Regions from separate parts of the Mus musculus genome. Here region 1 is linked to region 2. The links are chromatin contacts, called in public HiChIP or PLAC-seq maps. All regions are on one chromosome and are shown on one strand. The core of a region is the stretch at or near the end of the contact, and the rest is flanking DNA. Distances in the headings are between cores, read along the strand shown. Region 1 overlaps Gm30340 (a long non-coding RNA gene). Region 2 overlaps Gm30223 (predicted gene, 30223).

Region 1 (6,501 bases), core at 143-2,642, 760 kb before region 2:
TTGCATCAAGTATCTGTAGAGTTAGGCACATCCTCTCCTACTGAGGCTAGACAAAGTCAGCTCTGTTGGAGAATAGATCCTATAGTCCAGAAACAACTTTAAAGAAAGCTCTTTTCCCCTGCTCAGAGGAAAAGAGAAGGGGGGATGAGGGGAGGGACACTGACATGGGGACCAGGGACTGGGAGGGAGTTAGGGCAGCATTTGGGATGTAAGTAACTAAATTAACTAAAAAAATATTTCCAGTTACAGTCCCAGCAAATAGCTACCTTCTTCTAAAAAAATCACTATATCATATTATTCCATTTTATGTCTATAGTAACTGGAATTCCTATAAAACAGAACATATTTATATAGATACTTTCACAATAGGGTTAATTTTGCTTGCAAGTTTATTCCTTAATCTAGGTGTCTAGAAAATGCCACATTAAGGGTACAAAATATGATATCAGGTGGATCTTGTTTAAATCATAGGCTATCTCATCCCTTACAAGAAATGGCTGTAATCTTGGTTTCTTATGCAGTATGGCTCACATATATGTCTTAGAATCTTTTCAGTCTTTTGTTAAGGATTTTGTGAGCAATAGTGATTCAGATTCAGCTTTCTACAGTTAACATAATTTAGAATGACAGAAATCCATATCACAAAGCTATACTTAATAAACCAGATGTTTCTAATATCTGAGCATTCTTAATCAATATTAAAATGTATAATTTTAGAAATCATTTTTACAAGCTCAGGATAATAGTTCTGCGTGCCAAGCTGTCTCATTACTTTCTGCTCTTAAGTCTGGACTCCTCCAATAATGAGGACTTTTTTGGTGAAAGAGAGGAATAAAGATCTATGAAGCGTCAAATCACAGGGTCTTCTTATCACTTCACAGGAACAATTTTTACTTTTTCTTTGTCTACAGTCAGAAATTTTAAACGAGGTATACCCAACTTGGGTGCTTCATAATTTGCAATGGAAAACAGGATTATCTCCATATATATTTAACCAGGGTGGTTGCAGACATATGAATTTCAGTCTAGAAACTTGCTGTATGTTCTGCTATATTTTCCCAGAATGTATAAAAGCATGCCTTTAAAAAATACATGCACACACGATGGTAATTGAATCGTACATAAAACCCGTCAAAGCTCCAATTTCCAATATTCTAATGAATATCAAAAGAGTCCAGTATTTCCGACTTTGACAAATTGCAGATGAGGTTTTACTCATTAAGAGGGGCCGCTAATGTTTATTTAAATGCAATTTACTGTTGCATTATTGATTAGCTACTGCAAAATTATCTTACAAGGAGCACGTGTGTTGAGAAGATTTCGGGTTGAGAGCGGATTTATCTAGGGAAGGCCTGTAGGCTTGATTTAGGCCCCAGGACACGAGAGTTTTAATTTATCTGGAAAGAAAGGCCTGGCGGAAGGTTTGCTTTGTTTGCGTTTAGACAGCAGATGAAAGGCGTTTTGATGTTGAGCTGGGAAAAAAAAATGGCTGCCACTCTCTTATTCACGCAGAGAATTCAGCAAAGGAAAAAAAAAAAAACCCTATTACTCAGGCAAGATAAAACAAGCCTTTTCTTACCCTCAAATCATTTTTTGAATCAAATATGTGGTTCTTGTTATCTTCCAAAGGAGAAATAAAAAATTTAAAATGTTTCTTGTTATCGAAAATCTTCAAAATATTTTCATATTGTATTTTTGCTAACGTTTCACTTTATGCTTCCATTCTGTACCTTTTGGTGGGGACATCCTATGTGCCTTAAAATGGGAATGTAACTTGATAAAAGGACCAATGAAAGAATTAAACATTTGAGTGAAAGTGAACAAACAAATTTTTCAGATGCTGTGCTTGAAAAATAACATAAACAGTATTTAGATAGAAAGTCTTTTAGACACACTACATTGTTGGTTCTGTGGACCAGAAATATCCATCTGAGGGAGTCAGACTCCTTAATGCTGACTTTTTCCAGTCTAATCATTACGAGCATATTAGCAAGTAAGACAATGTCAAAGGCTGCACTAAAAATGACACACTTCCATGTAGAATCATGGAAAGATGGCTACTAGATAAAAAAGGTAATTAAAATAAAGAAAGTGATAAAATTCATGTAATTTGTAGAGGGAAAATACCTCTTATTTATGTATGTAAAAATGTCAGGGATATCTTATACCTGCTTGTGCAGACAGTTATTGGTTTACTTCCTTGATAATATAGGAAATTCTTATATGTAACATCATCTCAAGGGTAGAGAACAAACTTTTTAATGTAATTTAAGGTTATGAGTTGGAAAAATATCTTGTCAAGCAGAAAAGCATGTGGCGAAGATGACACTTGAAAAGATAAAGCTCCTATATGCTGCAGGTAATTATTTAGTATGCCTAAGAATCTTGTAATAATTATTTGATGATATACCAGCCAGCCAAGAGAATTTAGAAAATGTCTCAACTGATCAGTAGAACATCTGAATTGCATTTCAATATGCAATAATAGGATCTTAAATCCAGACTCTGAAACATTATCATTCAGAAGGCATTTCAGTTGGTTTACTATTCTGTGAAAATAAATTTCATAGGCAGCATTCTGCATTGAAAAAGAAGCTGGAAAAAAAACCTCATTTTCTCTGTGTGATTTGGGGCCACAAATGAGAAAGACAGCGACAAGAATTTTGTTTTCCTCTGGGGCTTACATCACTGGAGGCATGGTGATGATGACTGAACACTGGTTCGGACAGTTTGAAGGTTAATTATATATCCACATTTTGGGTCTGCCAGAATGGGGTACTGCTATACATTTATTTAAACAAATCTGAAGTATATCTGAAGTATTCACTTAAAAAATGTCGCTTAGTAATGTAACACTGATTACACAACTTTTTATTTTCCTATGTAGTCCTTAGTTTTAACTTCTCTTTTAGTTAGTAATCTCATCTACTCATTTTCTCTTTCACTGTTTGAGGGAAGGAGGGAGGGAGGGAGGATGGGAGGGAGGGAGGGAGAAAGAGAGAAAGAGGGATATACTTCCTCATAGGTGTGCTTGCCTGTGCACACATGGAGGGGAGAGGTCAACATTAGATGTCTGCTTTTACTCCCTGCTTTATATTTTGAGGATAGGTCTCCCACTGTTCCTGAAACCTCACTGTTTTGGCTAGAAAAACTGGCAAGAAGCCTCAAGGATGTATTTTGTCACACCCCAGTGCTCAGGATAGAGGCATGTGTGTCTGTTGGCTTTTCCATGGATGCTGGGGTTCTGAACTCAGGTCATGATGTTTAGCACTCACGGAGCTATCTCACAGCCCTCATCTGTTTACCCTTAGTAAAGATATTATATTTTTTTCTTTACTTTTAGATATTGACAAAGAACATATACTTTAGAGGACAATTCAAATGAACTAAGAGTAATCAAAAAAACAAAGCAAGCTAGATATTATGTGCTCTATGTCCAGATATACTAGTATTTTGCTCGAATTGGGAACTTATATGGACTTGGCATGTAATCACTGGAAACAAGTGATCAAGCAAGATCATATCAAGCAAGATTATAAAAGGGGAGATTTATTTTAGATATTATTGAGATATTGTAAATTAATTTGTTTTATTTGTAAAAGACAAGAATTGTGTCTGTGATTATGCCCTCAGAATGGATAGTTAACTTTTTAAAGTTCTCTGCACTTTTAAATGCTGGGGAGCTTTAAATAGAAAATTAGGAATAAGCTCCAAAATGAAGGGAGGGAGAAAATCCTGGTTACTCTGAGAAACATTAGTGAATGTAATCATGGCTTAAAATAAGTAAAAGGATCTTCAATAAAGGCCACAGATGACCCTATTGAATAAGGTGCATGTTCACTCATTCCTCTGTTCAGTGATCACCTATTTCATTCATTCGACATTTATTCACCCGTGAACACTTGCACAGTGTCAGGACACTTCCTCATCACTTCCCTAGAGCCAGATATCTATGCCAGGTAAGGAGACATAAACAGGAAATGGGGAATTTCTGCGCCCAGGATTGTAGATGAATTTTTAAAAATAAAGTACTTATGAAACATTATTTTCCATTTATTTTGACAAAATACACACAGTTGGGGAAAGGTTTCACATACTATGTAATCAGATGCTGAGTTACTAGTTTCAGTCTAGACAATGGCATGCTCACGCATCTCTGCTCTCAATATTTTGTAAAAATTGTTTTCCATCATCTCTGATTGGTTAATATAAAGGACTGATCAGCCAATTAGCTTATCAGAGAGAAGAGAAACTTTGGAACTGAGTCAGGGGTCCCAGAGGTAGAGATTAGAGAGAGGATCACAGAGAAGAAGGTGTGGAGAGACCTTGAGGAATCACCATGAGCAGATTGCTGAAAGAGTATCTATGAGGACACACATGGACCAGAGCAAGCCAGGGCAAGATCAGATTGACAAATAACAGGGCATTTGTCTGAGGAAATAGGCATCCCTAGAGGGTTAGAATAGCTCAGAACCTGCACAGCCTAGGCTTGCAGCATGTCAGTAAAAACAACAGTTCTCTGTGTCTTTTTCTGGAGCAAAACCAGGCTAGAGTGGATATTGAAATGCCCAGTAGTTATTTGAGAACAAGAGGTACATAGGCTGCCTCTTCCCCAAGAATTACTTTTATACCACAGTATCTTTGCTGTGGTCTTTGTCACCTTAGATTTTGTATCTTCTGGTTTGACTGATAGTGTTATATTATTTAAAATTAGAGAATCAATATTTGCAGTATGTTTCTACAATATAACTAGTAACACTTGGATGATTAAATAAATTCACATTTAAATATTATTTTATTTTTGCAGGCTTAGTTGCACATACCTTTAATCCCAGTACTTGGGAGGGAGAAGAAGGTGGGTCTGTGAGTTTGAGGCCAGTCTGGTGTACATAGTGATGTATTGGATAGCCAGAGCTACATAGTTAGACCCTGTCTCAAAAAATTCATAAATATTGCCATAGTCAGGTTTTCTAAAACACAATGATTAAACAAGTTGGAGAGGAACATGTTAATTTCAGCTTATAGTTCTACATCACAGTCCATTGTCAAAGGAACTCAATGCAGGGACATGGATTCAGGAGCTGATATAAAGACCATGAAGAAACGCTGTTTAGTGGCTTCTTTACCCCTCTTTCTTATTTGCCCTATGACTTCTTGTCTAAAGGTGGCACCATCCACAATGCGCTGGAGTTTTTACATCCATTAATAATTAAGAAAATGTTCCAAGATATGACTCTGTAATCGTACAGAGCCATTTTCTCAACTGAGAATCCCTCTTACCAGATCCCTACCTTGTGTCAGTTGAATAAAACTACTCAACACAAATATATATTAACCTTTGCACCTTTTACGACAAAAGCTCTTTGGCACAAAATTCTGCACGGAAAAAAAAATGTCTTATTGTGTATAAAAGATAGGACACCATTCAATAACAGTAGCAGTCACCTTTTGTGAGCCAAATTGAATTAGAAGTTTTTAATTTGCTCTTTATCAAGTTCCTACATGCATATAATGTATTTTAATCATTTTTACCCCTATTTTCCCCTTATCTCTCTTCTGCTCCCTCTGAGCCTGTTTTTCTCCAAGAGTCCCCCTCCTACTTTCATGTATTCTTTTTATAACCCATTGATTTGATTAGAGTTTCTAGTAGGGCAATAGTTGAGGCTACAACACTGGTGGACATTAATCTCTCTCCTCCAGCAGCCATTATCTGCCTATAGCTCTTTTGGGAAGGGTGGGGTCTATTATATTGTGACATAAAATTCTGTGGTCTCAGAACCAGGGAAATGGAGTCAGGAGGATTGCGATTTCCAGACCCTCCTGCACTACACTGTGAAATTACTAACTTTTAAACCAAGGGCTAGGTCTCTGTTTCAGAGATAGAGTTATACCTGTTATTTCTAGTGCCTAGGTTTTATTGCTAGCACTGACTAACAAAAGAAGGTAAAAGCTTAATGGGAATGTTTATATACTGTGAAATGGCTACGCCAACTTACCTCTCTCAATACTTCAAGCCTTTTAGATTCACTGTGAATGAGATCAAGAGGTGCTTGTCTTTTGGTGTTTAGCTTATTGTCTTTGTGTAATAACCTCCAGGTTCATTCTGGTATTAAAAAGTACAAAGATTTTTTTTAAATTATGTCTGAATATTGTTCCACTGAACATACATAATGTGTTTCATTTACCCACTAATTCATTGACTGATGCTGTCTGCCTTTATATTCTTCTATTGTGGATATTGATGAATAATGTGGAAGGACAGGTATGCCTCAACATCATTTCCTTGTTGGTTCACGTTCAGAAGTGAGATTCTATCTTCATTCTAAGGTTCTTCTGTGCATCTTTCTGTAATGATGCTGTCTTATGTTTCCTTTTGCTTGTGAATATTTTTATATTTTACAATGTGTTCATCTAGTCTTTATAAGTATGTACTATTGCTTGAAGTCTGTTTCTAAGTTAATGAGGAAAAGTATATAACACCAAATGAACTGAATCATATGC
Region 2 (5,936 bases), core at 1,394-3,893:
GTGTGACTATGACCAAAATATAATACATGAAAATTTCAAAGTAAAGAATATTTGAAAAATATTTTCATGCTTGCTTTGGCAGCACATATACTAAAATTGGAACTATACAGAGAAGATTATCATGGCCCTTTTTTTACTTAACTAGTAAAAAAAATAATTTCAAGACAAAAAAAATAAATAAAAAGTGTACAAAAATAAAACTCCAGAATTAATTTTCCCTCCAGACTTCTCTAAAAGTGGGAATTCACTACTGTTTGTCCTATAGTGTTAAATGAAAGATGGGTGTAGCACAATTTTCCCAAATTACCAACATTAACCATAACATCCATGTGGCTGAACATGGTGAGTGTGCAGCAGTAAACACTTCAGGCATTCACTTCAGTCCTGTGCCTGTGGGAATCAGCTGTGGGAGAGTTTGGATTTGTCGTAGCTATTAAATCACCCCAGAGAAACTACCTGTCACTCTGTCTATTCAAACCTTGAGGAGGTGGTAAATGGTTAATTCTACCTGTACACGTATGATAGCCTAGATAAGTCATTGCCCCATATTTCCCATGCAGTGTACCTTTCAGACCAGGAATTCAAATAAAATCATTTTGAAGAAAGGAAAACTCTTACAGTGTTTTCACAGAAAAGGGAATTAATACATTCTTCTTGAATCAAAATTTAAATTAATTCATTTTAAGTGCTACCAAAATCAAACCACAAAGAAATTCAAGCTATAATTTAATCCAAGAAGAAACCTTCATCTTTTTTTTAATTAACAAAAGAACATTTCAAAAAAAATACTTGTTACTAATTCTATTTTGCTGACATATGCCAATTATATTCAGAGATATTGTTCTGTAAGCCTGTTGGGTCACACACCAACCTAAGAGAACAATGATGCTGGATTAATGATTGCAATGAAAGCTTTCAAGTTCTCATACTCAATTACATGCTGACAAATGTACCTGTAAGTCATACAAATTTATAAAATTGAAATAACTGCATAAAGTACATATATTTTACACACTTGCCACAATCCCTGAGAGATGGAGACTCTCCTCTTTTTTTTTTCACATTTGTAATATTCTTTCCTTATTTTTCAGCGAATTAGTCAGTTGTATACATGTTTAGCCACTTCATCACTTAATACCTGTATTCACTCATCTCCATAAGACATTTCAAACTAATGGAGAACAATATAATCTACCCACTGAATGACCTTCTGTGGAAGCCCAGTTGTTTTATGATTATGGACACATAATTTAACCTGGAGAACTCATATGATGATAGAACAAATGAAGCAAGAGTTATTAAAAAGACTGAAATTAAGCAGAACTATCAATGTTTTCAGGTATTCGTTCATTACTTTCATGACAGAAAAATGCAAGTACACTCTTATAACCACTCAGAAGATAGGAAATTTGAGATACTGGGGTTGGACTGCATGGGAAAATATTGTGTGCATATGGAAGTTAAGTTCCTGGAATTTGCCTGTATTCTGTACTGATAGGTCTATATCTGCTAGCAATTTGGGGATTGTGAGCACACCAAATGGCAAAACTACTAAAGACCTTGCCAGTGTGAATGGTTAGGTATTAGGTCATGATTTACATCATTATAGATTATTTCTTAGATTTACTGAGTGAATGAAATATATTTTCTTTGTGTGTATGTGTGTGTGTGTGTGTGTGAATGGAAAAAATGAAATGAGCAAACTTTAGTTTGCTTAAGTTAGAGATAGTACATGTATATCAACATTAGTCAGAAGAAGCCTTAAGAATTTTATGTAGAAGAGATTCTGGTCATACTCTGGAACTCAGGGTATATTCTAACTTTACTTTGGATTAAAACAAAGCTAAATTATAAGTTTCCCTTAATTTTCCCTTTCTAGTTTTTAGTATTTTCAAATTTTAGTGTTATCAAACTCAGCCACAATTCAGAAAATTATTGCAAAATGAAAGATAGGTGTTTCAAGTAAGAATTGTCCCAATAATATTATATCTCCTGTGTGAAGGGAGACGTCTGAAAGAAATAATTAATCTATTTAGTGGAAATCTGTAGAAATCCAGGGAAGAAATCTCATTTTCTTTTCAAAGCAGCTTTTCAACACAATTTGAGTCTCCTGAGTCCTTCTAGGTTTTCCTTGACACTTTGTGCTTTTAGAGATAGGTCAAGCATCAAGTCCATCTGAGATTTATCTTATGCATCATTTCTCCAACACAGATTTACCCCCAGTGTAGAAGTCAAGTAGAGTATTTAAGCTAGTGGTGGTTATTGTATACTTCATCACATTTGCATGATCTTTTTTCGCATCTTGATTAACAAAAGGATTTTGTAGTCTTTCCTTGGCTTTCCATTATTACCTTGGCTTTCAAGGTTTTAGAAAAATCTCTCAATTGTGCAAGAAAGTCATAGTTCCAGTAGTGTTTCTTCATCTTGGTTTGGTTAAAATGTGAGGTCATGAAGTTTGGCCACTCCTCTGAACCTTGCTTTGCCTTTCTCTCCTTCAATGATATCATGCTGGCATGCATCCGTGAAGTATCATTCATTCTCCCTTGCACTTTATTCTTTACCACTTCCCTCTTCCTCTTACATGCACATATACACACACATCCGCACAGAGAGGAAAATCTATATGTGTCAGACATTCAGCAAGGGAAAGACAAAGGCACTGAGTTAATTACCCATCATTTACTGCTGCTGAGAAGAGCAGATGGCAGCAGACGATATGTAAATGGCAAGGGGCAGTGAATTATTCGATTTTTTTAGATTAATCGTCGATGACAAAGAAAGTGATTACAGGCTGTGACATTTATACAAATGTATAAAGTACATCACACTAAAAAATTGAGCTTAATATTATTATGAGGGTGTCAAGCATATAAACACTATTGTCACAATAGAAAGCAACAAATTTACAATAATCCAAGAATCCAACCTCCCTCTATCTAAAAAGTTTATAGAACCACAGACTCTAGGGCGAAAGATGACTCAAGTCTGAATATCATGGAATAGTTTTGTAAAGTAACCAGATTATACCAAGGCAATCTATGTATGCAGGAGGATGATGCATATTGAGGCATAAAGCAAAACAAGATTTTCTTCTCAACTGATCTAGTGCCTGCCTTAGAGAGTGGGCTGTAAAACAAAACAAAACAAAAAAGGTGCTAGTAAATGAGAAGTAGACATTAAAATAAAACACAATAATTCACAATGAGGTCCATCAAGGGTGTGGATGAAAAAATAATTCAAAAAAGGAAAAAGAAAAAGAAAGATTGCATTCCTATTCCTTAGAAATACTATTGTCATACCAGACGTGTACAGATAACGTCCCTATAATCTTTAAGAACACAGTGAAGAAATTTCTGCCCAAGATTCCTTATTGAACACAGACAAGTGCTCACATGTATGCTTGTGCAAACACACACACACACACACACACACACACACACACACACACAAACCACCACCACCACACCAACTCCATTCCTTTGCAGGAAAGAAGCAAGCAGAGTAGCCTATTATTTCCAGTTGCTTCAATAATTAATTGGTACATGAGAGAATCAGATGCTTTCCTTGGCAGATCAGAGAATTTGCCCCATCATCAAAATGTCCTCTATCACCCTGTTATTAAATCTATATGATGTTGATATTATTATGAAAAGAGAGCCACAGAGCCACATTTGTTCTCTGAAAGCATTCCAGCCACTGCAGTCCCCGAGGCTGCCCTGTGGGATGAGAGCTCATCTCCAAATATTAAAATCAAGAAAAAGGAAAAGCTTGGGGCACATCTATTTATAGACTTCAAAAATACTTTCAAAATATTCAAAGCAAAACATTACCAAAATTGCTGCTGAGTATTCCACAATTGTACACTCTTTGTTGACAATGGACTACCATTGTCAACAAAGGATAGGGCAGGAGAATGGGTCAGGAGCTGGTTGGGGGAGGGGTGCTGTTAGTCAGCAGCCCCTGCAGCAGCAGTGGCAACACTAGATAGAGCATTTATGTCTGGCAGTCCATTTTGAATGAACATGGGTTCAGAAATAAAGTGCAGGCAGAACCAATCTGCCCTGAAGAAAAGCACAGAATAAAATATTGCACAAAGAAATGAGAATTTCCAGGGTGGCTTAAACTGCAAACCAAGCTGGCAGGTGCGCAGAGCAAACCATTAGCATTGTGTGCCCTTTTCGAAAAATATAAGTGTTTTGCTTTTTGTTTAGCCATAAAAGGAATATTTACAGATGCAAATAATTCTGATTTATATCTTGGTATAAATATGATACCGAATATCATTTAAAATATTTTAAATAGCTTTTAAAATAGTTACCTGTAAATACATGTAGCTGGAATTATATATGAGTATACTTGCAACTTAGTTGTTCTCACCTTTAATCAAAATTGAGTTCAGGACAAAACCACATTATTCTTATTCAGCATTTTATATGGTTATGAATGCAATCTTTTCTGAGTAAAAATAATAAGCAAAACATTAGTTATTGCCTGGATTCTATGACAAATAAAATGGGGGCAATTGTTTTAGGAAGATGCTGGGTAGATCAGCACCATGAGTGTCTTTCTCTTTGTACTCTTGGGTTATGACTTAAAGGTACAGTGCTTTGTCTTTAATCTTAATATTAGTGCGTAAAATATAAGCCAAGTAAAGTAATACAACATAAAAAGAGGAGAGTGTTCTGGAAGACTTTTCACTTAGAGATTTCACAAATACATGTGAAAATTAACAACAGAAAAATAGCAGTCTCTTGAAGCTGAAGATGTTTGCAGCTATTGAACCTTAATTAAGAAATTCAAAATCTGTGTTCCCCTCAAAAAATATTTCATTTTAATAAAAGTACCTCAAAAATATTTTAAAAATATTTCTTATTCATGCACATATTTTCTGTTGGATATTCTTTGGGTAGTAACAGACATCTCCCCTCCTCAGTTACTGCAAAAGGCAAAAGGCAAATGGAAATGAAGAAATGGTTGTTCAGATTTCATGAGAATATCCAGGCTGCAACAATTTATACAATGCAATATTTCTGCTTTATCAAAGAACCAATTAATAAAACAACAGGAATGAAAGCAGTACTGTAGGTAACCAAACACAATTTTATTTGCTTCATAACAGATTATAGTAGGGACTTGTGCTTTAATAAACACATATCACTTATTAGTATTTATTAGCAAATTTATGTATAATTATATAGTGAAAAATGTAAAAGATCAAAATTATTATATAAGTAATAAGTATTTGTGTTTTTAACAGGAATTATAAACACAAAAGATATAAATATAGGATTATTATGTATTATTATATTCTAGCTACTAGTGCTTTACCATAACTGTACTTTGTCAATCTCCATTGCATTAAAAAAGACTCATAAAGAAATGCATTTGCAGAAATAGAAGCATTTATAATGAGGCCTTTGTTCAAAATAGTATCTAGAATTTATTTTAAAGGGATTAGTTTAGAATTTTAGGGAAATATAACTTAGGAAATATTGTCAAATAGCAAAATGATTTATTTCAGTAGAATACTAGTAATGTCACTAAATTAGCTCTGCATTAAATGAAACAAGAATTTTTAACTACATGTAAGAAGAGGGTTAAAATTTGAAAGAGCTTTCTGCTTACAGAAGGTCATAAACATTTCAAAGCCCACAAAAGAAATCCAATAAAATAAAGCATTTCTTAAAATTGAAAGACAAAGATCTCGCTAGATTCTAGAGATAATTTATGGGTTTTGTTTATTTCTTGTTTTACTACAATAGATATATTGTAAGCCTCTGCAATCTGAAATAGAATTACAAACCTGGCCTAGCACAAAGAAGTATACAATTCATTTTAGCTTATTCTAGTGCTTCTGTGCCCCACCTTTTAAAACACTATCATTTCTCTTTGTAAAATATCTTAGAAACGGTTTTGCATTGTGCATGCATACAAAC

Evidence for each region. HiChIP or PLAC-seq counts read pairs in DNA pulled down with a chosen protein or histone mark.
Region 1: an H3K4me3 HiChIP or PLAC-seq map of embryonic forebrain shows a contact between it and region 2, with 12 times the contacts expected there. The contact joins two enhancer-like sites. A contact is called at or near these places in 2 of 39 promoter capture datasets (cranial neural crest and maxillary cranial neural crest) and 3 of 115 datasets of contacts at active chromatin or transcription factors (embryonic forebrain, embryonic hindbrain and forebrain).

What each region holds. Positions count from the first base shown.
Region 1 is chr3:17,577,597-17,584,097 of GRCm38.p6, reverse strand. The region is part of intron 2 of Gm30340 (a long non-coding RNA gene); the gene reads left to right. Among named protein-coding and RNA genes, the nearest start is that of Gm30340, 210 kb to the left of the region's middle. Within about 2 kb of position 1,392, at least 6 of the 459 cell types and tissues checked have an H3K27ac peak or open chromatin away from gene starts, as enhancers often do. A contact at or near this core is called in embryonic forebrain, where this site is marked.
Region 2 is chr3:16,817,443-16,823,378 of GRCm38.p6, reverse strand. The region is part of intron 1 of Gm30223 (predicted gene, 30223); the gene reads right to left. It also overlaps the pseudogene Gm26485. Among named protein-coding and RNA genes, the nearest start is that of Gm30223, 3.3 kb to the right of the region's middle. Within about 2 kb of position 2,643, at least 7 of the 459 cell types and tissues checked have an H3K27ac peak or open chromatin away from gene starts, as enhancers often do. A contact at or near this core is called in embryonic forebrain, where this site is marked.